Linked DNA regions of Mus musculus: all the other regions are linked to region 1. A link is a contact called in public HiChIP or PLAC-seq and promoter capture Hi-C data. All regions are on one chromosome and are shown on one strand. Each heading gives the region's core, a stretch centred on a gene start, on an enhancer-like site or on the middle of the called end of the contact. The rest is flanking DNA. Distances are from core to core; before and after follow the strand shown.

Evidence for each region. Promoter capture Hi-C pulls out the DNA fragments that hold promoters and counts their contacts. HiChIP or PLAC-seq counts read pairs in DNA pulled down with a chosen protein or histone mark.
Region 2: a promoter capture Hi-C map of liver shows a contact between it and region 1, with 2.8 times the contacts expected there. The contact joins the promoter of Plpp7 here to the promoter of Exosc2 in region 1. A contact is called at or near these places in 8 of 39 promoter capture datasets (the 3T3-L1 cell line, 3T3-L1-derived adipocytes, the C10 cell line and 4 more), 3 of 484 Hi-C or Micro-C datasets (B cells, CD8 T cells and pro-B cells) and 5 of 115 datasets of contacts at active chromatin or transcription factors (the SCID.adh cell line, embryonic stem cells, large pre-B cells and 1 more).
Region 3: an H3K4me3 HiChIP or PLAC-seq map of embryonic stem cells shows a contact between it and region 1, with 7 times the contacts expected there. The contact joins the enhancer-like site here to the promoter of Exosc2 in region 1. A contact is called at or near these places in 9 of 39 promoter capture datasets (the 3T3-L1 cell line, the HPC-7 cell line, embryonic stem cells and 4 more), 1 of 484 Hi-C or Micro-C datasets (embryonic stem cells) and 4 of 115 datasets of contacts at active chromatin or transcription factors (astrocytes, bone marrow-derived macrophages and embryonic stem cells).

The regions. Positions count from the first base shown.
Region 1 is chr2:31,669,088-31,672,096 of GRCm38.p6, reverse strand. It overlaps Exosc2 (exosome component 2), which reads right to left and starts at 1,382. Exons shown (of 9, transcript NM_144886.3): 1 at 1,236-1,382. The coding sequence starts at 1,357.
Region 2 is chr2:32,094,042-32,097,050 of GRCm38.p6, reverse strand. Plpp7 (phospholipid phosphatase 7 (inactive)) reads right to left here and starts at 1,523. Exons shown (of 2, transcript NM_145521.4): 1 at 789-1,523. The coding sequence starts at 1,239.
Region 3 is chr2:31,296,660-31,299,668 of GRCm38.p6, reverse strand. No RefSeq gene overlaps it. Among named protein-coding and RNA genes, the nearest start is that of Hmcn2, 16 kb to the left of the region's middle. Within about 2 kb of position 1,423, at least 129 of the 459 cell types and tissues checked have an H3K27ac peak or open chromatin away from gene starts, as enhancers often do. A contact at or near this core is called in bone marrow-derived macrophages, where this site is marked.

The sequences.
Region 1 (3,009 bases), core at 133-2,632:
CATGCTGCAACTATGAAGGAATGAATCCTAAGATATCTGCCATCTAATACCTTAAACTTAAAGCTTAGAGGCAACACTATAAACACTATAATCTCATTTGTACCAAAAAAAAAGAAGAAAGAAAAAGAAAGAAAGAGGAAGAAAGAACAAACTAGGTGCAACGGACAAACGGCCACACCTTTGAGTTAAGAATTTGGGAGGCGGGCTGGTGAGATGGCTCAGCAGGTAAGAGCACCCGACTGCTCTTCCAAAGGTCCTGAGTTCAAATCCCAGCAACCACATGGTGGCTCACAACCATCCGTAATGAGATCTGACTCCCTCTTCTGGTATGTCTGAAGACAGCTACAGTGTACTTACATATAATAAATAAATAAATCTTAAAAAAAAAAAAAAAGAATTTGGGAGGCAGAAGCAGGTGGATCTCTTGAGTTCAAAATCAGAGCGGTCTACATAGTAAGTTCCAGGACAGTCAGTGCTACATAGTGAGATTGGAGGGTTGGGGGTGAGGGGGGGGGACGACGGGGGGGGGGGGACGGACAGACATCGGGAAGACTGGCTACCTAATGCAGATTTATCTTTGGTGGTAATACAATGGTGGATTTTGCTCTCCTGCCCCACTTTTCAGTTAATACTCACTAACCTACCAATTCCTGTTGTCACCACTGTCTTCCAGGTGAGGATACCGGCCTTAGCAAGGTGCTAAACTAAGGATAACAATGTCAGATGTCCGACTCCATAGACAGCCCTAACTGCCACATGTTGTGACTTTCCGTGCTAAATTTGTATTGTTGGGTACAATATGTTGCCTCAACCCCCGCTCCACCAAAATTACTGCTTCCAAGTCAGGCTTGTCGCTGAGGTAACACTGAAAGAGATGACCAACCCCACTGTCCATTCAGAGGGTTGTAAGAAGGGCCCTGCAACCAGCCCTCCCCAGTTCTCCCTCCCTAGGAAGGCTCAAGAATCTTGAGTTTCAGGATAAGGGTCCAAAAGTTCCGAACGCCATAGATCAAAAGAGGGAATCAGGAACTGACAAAGGTGCAGCCAAGATGCCGGGAGTCAGAAGCGTGAGGCTCGCAAAGGAGGGAACTAGTATGGATGCTCCGATGTGTCCCGGGTAACTCGGGGACTTAGATACAACGGGACAGGAGGCCTGGGTTCCGGGACAGCGGGCCACGTGCAGAGAGCTCTGCAGCCGCCTCCTGAGGCCTTGGGACCCCCAAATCCTCACGTACCGCATGAAGCCTGTGTCCGTGGTGATCGTGTCCCCCGGCACCACCAAGTGTTTCTTAGAGTCGCGGCCCAAGCTCTCACTGAGAGGTTTGCGAGCTTTAGGGAGCCTCATCTCCAACGCCATCTTGGCGCCAATGACTTGCGCAGGCGCAGCTCTACACCGCTCCTCAACTCCCGCCTTCCTTCAGAGAAGCGACCAATGGGAATGGATAGTGTGGCAGCCATGTTGAGTATTGGCAATATTAAGTTAACTCGTGGAAGTGAGGGCACCAAGCTGCCATGTTTACTATTGGCAAGAAAGCACCTGCGGAATGATGAATTCTCATGTCGTAAGGGAATATGACATTAGTTTGGTTTGGTGTTTGGATGTCAGTTTTGTGTTTGTTTTAGAGGAACGACCCCGTGTAGGGCTAGCCTCAAACTCTGTATAGTTGAGGATAACCTTGCTGAGGTCCAGATGTTCATGCCTCCACCTCCCAAATGCTGCGATTACGTGAGTTTGTGTAGGTTGTGGGTTTGGTGGTGGTGGTAGTGGTAGTGGTAGTGGTAGTGGTAGTGGTAGTGGTAGTGGTAGTGGTAGTGGTAGTGGTAGTGGTAGTGGTAGTGGTAGTGGTAGTGGTAGTGGTGTTTGATGCCCAAGAGGACAAAAGAGGATGTTGGAGTCCCTGTAACTGGAATTATAGAAGTTTGTGAGCCATTATGTGGGTGCTGGGAAACGAAACCAAGTCCTCTGGAAATGTGGCCAGTACTCTCAACCTCTGAACCACCTCTCCATTCCAGGTGTAGGATTTTTTAAAGACAGTGCCTCATGTCATCCAGGTTGGTCTCAAACTAGCTGTGTAACCCAGGGTATCCTTGAACTCCTCCTCCTCCACCTCCCAGGAGCTGGGATTACAGGTGTAAGCTGCCATACCAAACTGTATGAGTTTTTACCCAAACTGTTCCATTTCATCATTTTATTTATTGTTGGCAAGTCTAGAGATTGAGAAATGAACCTTGGCATCCAACTCAAAACCACTATAATCTAATATTTTGTAGACTATAGATTTAGGACCGGGATTTACAGGAAACACCATCTGAGGAGAAGCTAGAACCCTCTGAATACTGCTCCTCGTGGGCCTTGTCTTCTAGCCCCTTAGGTGCTGTCCTCACCTACTGCCCTATGGCTCTAATGTGCTTTAGTAAGGACCTCTTCTGAGTGATGACATGTGTCTGCTGAAAGATGACTGTTGTAAACAGTCATGTGACAAGCAAGTCTGTAGGGAGGCATAAATGTAACTTTTATTTTCCTGTTGTAATTGTTGACTGGGAGGTTTACTGTCTTTGTTTGCTAACCTAGGTCTAGTTCTGGAAGCTTCTAGACTCTGTACAGTCTTATCTAGGCCTAAAATGTTTTCAGCCTCTGAATTGCTGCTGAATAAGCTCCCCCTTTCTAGTTCTTTCTGAGCTCTGGCTGGCTGATTCAACTCAGTTGTTCTGTCTCAAACTCTTTTCCCAGCTCACTTATTAGATTTGTCTTTTCTCTCAGCCTCTAAATTCCTGCTTGGCCTCAAACTAACTCTAGCAATCTTATCTAACCGTCTGGCTCATTCTGTCTTTACGTGTGTCTCACTTGTTCTTTCTTAAATATGTCTCTATAAAACTCTTGAAGTAATGCCAGACAGTAGTGGCACACACCTTTAATCCCAGCACTTTGGAGGCAGAGGCAGGAGAATTTCTGAGTTCGAGGCCAGGCTGGTCTACAGAGTGAGTTCCAGGAGAGCCAGGCTACAGAGA
Region 2 (3,009 bases), core at 274-2,773, 420 kb before region 1:
TCTCTAGAACTGGAGGAGTTGGCTTTGCCTGTGTTTCCCAGGGATGAGCAAAGGTTCTCAGAGGACCCTAGGGACCAGGAGGTGCTAGGAGGATGAGTGGGGTGGGGGCTGGGTACCATCTCTAGGTAGAAGGAATGGCTTGCTTTCCACATGGGTACCACATGGCAACTGGAACCTGGCAGTGTTGGTTTGGAGGGCTAGTGGCAATGACTTTGGCAAAGGAAACTGACAACCAGGCTCCTTTCTCCAAAGGCATCCCAGGGGGAGGAGCGGGCTAGTGCTCCAAGTGGCTCAGAGTGGGTAATAGGAAACCTTAGGTGGGTCCCTTGAACCTTTAGACTCTAGAAGAATCCTAGGCAATTTGTAGGGTCTCTAGCTGAGCATGAAAGAGGGGAAAATTTGGGGTCAGTTCAGTAGTGTCTGTAACTGGTTAGGAATAACAACCTGACCAAGACATCACACTAGGCCACTCAGCAGAGCCCCCAAATTCACCCCTTGACCTCTTTGTACTCTGCCCCTGGACAGCACCCCTGTACAGAGAATTGATTCCCAGAGGTGCCTGCTGGCCTCTGCATGCTCCAGCCCTCCGCTCCCCCCCCCCAATTTGCAGGGGGCCCTTGCCTCCCCACACTAGAGGCTTGTCCATTTCTGGGGCACCCTTTCTGCCTAGCCTCATTACACGAGTTCCTTGGTTTCTCACAGAGCCTGATGATCCTGGAAGGGGTTGGGCCGGCTCCCAGAAGGCCTGGCGGGCCGGGTGACAGACAGATGGCCGCGGGCACACTCACCTAGCAGCAGGTTCATGAGCACCTCTTGGCCAGCCAGGGTGCTGCTTCTCACCAGGCAGAGGATGGTGCCCCCGATCCAAGGAATGCCGTGGCCTGTGATGCCAATGAGCTTGACCATGGAGCGGGCGCTGGCCCAGGATGCAGCCCGGCCGGCACACACCCCCAGTCGCTTGGACATGCAGATGTCAATAGCCAGCAGGGAGTTGAAGGCGATGCCCTTGAATGAGGGGTTCAGCTGCATGCAGTCCTCCTCGGGCAGCTGCTGTGACTGGCGACGCTCCCGTGCCCCGTCGCTGGAGGGTGGGGGTTGTGTTGAGGGCCCCGAGGCCTTCCTACCTGAGCTTCTGGGCTCCTGGGTCCCCTTGGGGGGCTGGTTCAGGGACAGGAACTCAGCCCGGTTGAGGACATTGTTGCGATCCCTGGCACGGGCCCGGCTCTGGGAAGCTGGCATGGTGACCTCACTTACTATGAGAAGGCCAGTCCCAGCCCAGTTCCAAGGGCCTTCTCCCAGAAGACAGGAGCCACCACCTTCTCTGTAGCAGCTGTTAAATATAGAGAGGAGACTTGCACATGGCTATTTACCTCCAGCTGCCACCCGGCTCCGTTGGGGACGTCAATGACAGCTGGGCAGTCAATAGAGCCCACCCTTACAGGGCCAGCGCCAATAGAGCCACGGACAGGCAGATGAATCCACAGCTGAGGCCTGGCTGCCTCGGGCCTGGGCTATTTAAATCTGCCAATGGCTGGTCCTTGGGCTCTGAAGAACTCTGGGAAATGTAGTCCATTGTTCTTGATTCACCCTTTGCTTCCCGTTCTGGTCTCTGGCCCTAGCAGAGATGGACTCTAAATTAACACCTGCTTTTCCCAGCTACACTTTGACCAGCTTTGACCAGGGCAGATCCTTCATAGCCAGGTCCTCTTGTTCCCCTGGCTGGGCAGTGGGTACTTTAATCCCAGGGACTGTAGGGGAATTTTGATGTCACTGAGAGCACTCTATGTTGGGTCTCTAGGGCTAAGTCAACTATCCCCTTTCTTCTTTCCTCCTCCTCCTTCTTCTTCTTTCTTCTTCTTTCTTCTTCTTCTTCTTCTTCTTCTTCTTCTTCTTCTTCTTCTTCTTCTTCTTCTTCTTCTTCTTCTTCTTCTCTCCTCCTCCTCCCTCTTCTCCCTCTCCTCCCTCTCCTCCCTCTCCTCCCTCTCCTCCCTCTCCTCCCTCTCCTCCCTCTCCCCTCTCCCTCTCCTCCCTCTCCCTCTCCCTCACCCTTCTCTCCCCTCTCCCTCACCCTTCTCTCCCCTCTCCCTCTCTTTCTTCCTTCTTCCTTCTTCTCCTCCTCCTTTTTTAAAAATACAGTGTTGATTTTGCTGTTGTAAACTGTGGTGCATTTAAATGGTTGTTGTGAAACTGGCCTTCTGTTAGACAGATGGGTAATTAACTGGGAAGAGATCTGCCTCTTGGAGATTGACAGAAGTGACTGCCCGGGGCTCATCACATCGGGATTATGATTTGTCCGTCTGTCCCGCTCAGTCCAAGACCCAGAGTTTATGCACAAAGACCACCCCAGAGCGTCTTAAGGACAAGAAGCCAACTCAGGTTCTGTTGTCTCCAGCCACAGCAGATAGGCCTGCAGGCTCCAGAGTCAGAGCCTCTCACATCAGCTCATATCAGCTGGAAGGCTTCGCTCAGCCTGCCTCTTTCCCGAACCTTAGGGTTTCTAACTGTAACACAGGCATCATAGTGCCCACTTCTTACAGTTGTGCAAGGCACTCAAATAGAAGTTTGTAAAACGCTGAGTAATTGTTCTGCTCACAGTGCTCTGTGGGACTCCATGTGATATGGAACAAAGTCCTTGTTCGTTCAAAAGGACCCAGCCCATGGCCTGCCTTTGTCCCCATTCTTGGCTGAGGTGAGGCCAGTATCCAAGAGCCCTTAATGTGGGGTTCCTTGCAAATCCCAGTTGCATACAGCTGAGACAGATGAAGTAGGGACCACCCTATGTCTCCTCTCTTAGTGTTTAATTCAGACCAAGCTTGGACTGGGAGAGCCCAGACCACATCATATCTTCCCTCCTGGGTGTGGCAACAAGGCATGTGAGCTTCCTCATCCTGGACTTTAGACAAGTTCTTCTGACTGGTCTAGAGAACAAACAATAATAGACATACTTTTGGATTTATTTATTTATTTATTTATTTATTTTTGGTTTTTCGAGATAGGGTTTCTCTGTAT
Region 3 (3,009 bases), core at 174-2,673, 370 kb after region 1:
TCCCACCAGACATAGGATCTCCCCACAGTCCTCACTCCTTACTGCTCAGGTCCAGGACACCTGCAGAGACCAAAGGCAAAGACAGCTTGTCTGGAGCCTGGAAGCCCCTTGCAATGGCTGTCGACCCTCTTAAGAGCAAAGGCAGCTTTGTCTATAAAATGTGAGTGTAATACCAGTCACAGCCTCTAGAGGGTGTTCCTGCAAGTATTAAATGAGCTAAAGCGGAGAATCCGGGTACAGAAAGGATCTAGGGTCAGCTGTGAGTATCAGAATGACCACTCATTCATCTGCTAAATGTTAAAATGGGGACTTACATAGAGGAGCCATTCCACCAGGCTTCCTGGGAAGCACAGAGAAGAGGAGCTGTGTGCAAGGAGTGCAAGCACCCAGAAGTGATCACTCGTCTCCCTACCTTCTCCACCTCTCCCGTTGGAAAATTGGGGGGTCCAGGGGCTAATCCAGGACCAGCTCTTTGTGGTGGTTTGAATAGGACCCCCCCCCCCCCCGCAAAGGCTCATATATTTGAACACTTGCTTATCAAGGAGTGCCGATACGTGACAGAGATTAGGAGGTCCACCCTGGTTGGAGGGAGTCTGTCACTGTGGATACAGCCTTGGGATTTCAGATGCAGAGCTCTCAGCTCCCTCTACAGCACCATGCCTGCCTGTGTGCCACCACGCTAATAGATAATAGACTAAGCCTCTGAAACTCTAAGCCAGCCCCAATAAAATGTTTTCTTTTATAGGAGTTGTGTGGTTAAGGTTTCCCTCAGCAATAGAGCACTAAGACCTCCTCTATCCCAGGATTGTTCCAGAAGTCACCACCACTCCCACTCTTCCTGATTTTCCAGAGGCAGGGGGGCGGGGGGAGGGAGTGGATTTCAGGACTCAGGAATGGTTTGACCCCTGAGATCTGCAGAAGTGAGTGGCTAGCCTGGGGTCTCACCAGGGGAAAGGACACAATTTCTGAGACAGAAGATGAAACAGACCATGAGCCCTGGTCCCTGACCGAAGGGTCCCTACAAAGTCCTTCCTGGACACCTCCTGGTAGACTCCAAGTGGATACCCTGGCCAGTCCACAGCCACTAGATCCTAAGTCTCTCGGCAAAGCAGAGATGTCCCCCACGGGATCCTTTGTCCTGGAAACATCCATCCTCTGGACTTTAAAGGAGGCAGAGGATACCCTGGGGAAGGAGGAGAAAGGGAGACGGGGAAGGGAGGAGACAAAACAATGACCTGAAACTTCGTCCCACGCAGGTACAGTTGTTGTTTGTTTGTTTGTCTGTTTGTTTTTATTTAATCGTCTTGGCAAAGGAGAATTTACATGCAAATACTTAGAAGAGACATCGGATCGTTAAATCCACCCAAAGGCACACACAATCTTTTGGAGATGATCTAAATCAGACTGGTGACAGAGACCCGAGACGGCGTAGTCAAGACACGCGTGCATTTCTCTTCCTAGACAAACTCAGTCTTGGGCTTGTGTGGCGACGGGGATGGGGACGAGATCCCAGAAACGCTCGTTTTGTTTTTTGTTTTTTTGGAGTCTGGCCCAACGGACTCAAAGAGGGTGAAGCAAGTTTCTTTGCTCTCACTCCATTGGTTAGAACTGAACCACATGGCCGCCCTTGCCCAAGGGAGGCTGGGAAATGTAGTCCTTTGCTCCACACCCCGCCCTGATGAAAGGAAGTGCAGGAGGCAACAACTTTCCAAGAGCTCAGTTTCCCAAACTCAGAGGATTTTGATGCTCTTTCTATGCCCACCACTATGGCCAGAAGATAGCCAAGAGGACAAGGTGGATGGATGTCAGGCAGGGTGGGAGAGGGCAGACCGGCTGCTGAGGAGGGCAGGGAGGCAGTGACCACTGCAGGGATCCTCCTTTGAATCTATACCACCATCCCCACCTCCCGCTCCTCTCTGCCCGGTCCTGTTCACCCCAAGTGGTGCCCTGGGTATTTTGTTATGGTTCGACTGTGAGGTGTCCCCTGCAAACCAGTACATTAAACACTGGTATTGGTCCCTGCCTAGTGGTTCTGTTTTGGAGTTTTGTAGAACTTTTGGCCTGTAGACAGCTTAGCTGGCAGACGTGCCCTGGACCTTAGAGATTACTAATCCCCTTCTGGTTTGGAGGTAGTTCTCTGCTCCCTGGTTTGAGTAAGCCTGAGGAGGACCTGCCTGCACTCCCACCACCATATCTTCCCAGCCATGGTAGACTAAAATCTCACCACGAGTGTAAATAAAAATTTCTCCACTATGATGTTTCTGCCCTGTATATTGGAGTGAGGAAGGGGGAGGTGGAAGACTCCCACTGGGAAGGAAACCAGCTGAGCTACCATAGAGAGCTCACTCCCCTGGGAGGAGGGAGAATTCCTAGGTGAAACCAGCACAGTAAGTCACCCACTAAGGTCAAGGCCTGCCTGTCCAGGGCGATGTGAGGCAGGATGGATGTGCCAGCCAGTGCTCTCAGCCCTCAGAGCCCCTAAGCTGTCCCTCCAGATCTGCCAGCAGGCAGCCTCCACAGCAAGCATACCCATGTGCCTGCCCGGCTTCCCTTGCACCCTGCACAGCTATGCCTGTTACATGGGGCTGGGGATTTGAACTCAGGTCCTCATGCGTTCAGAGGAGGCATCCCACTACTGATGCATCTCTCAGCCCCATCGATTTTCGACGCTTCCATGGATGCAATATGGTTGGGCTCTGTAAGTGGCCTCCAGCTTCCACCTAGGGACAGTTCCTGAGGACTGAGACCCTCCTCGGTAACAGGCTCTCTTGAACAGAGACCATCAGTCACAAGCTCTTACTAAATCCTGCTCCACAGCTTGCTCATCAGCACAAGACAGGGGAGATATGATTGGAGACAGCCCACCACAACCCCTGCCGCCGCCACCAAGGGTCTCTGAGAAACGCAGGTCTCAGCCAAATCCCAAGAAAACTGCATTCCCAGTAAGATGCCAGGTTACGCTGACACGGCTGGGGGACCACACTTTGAGAAGCTTTGACCAGGTGACAT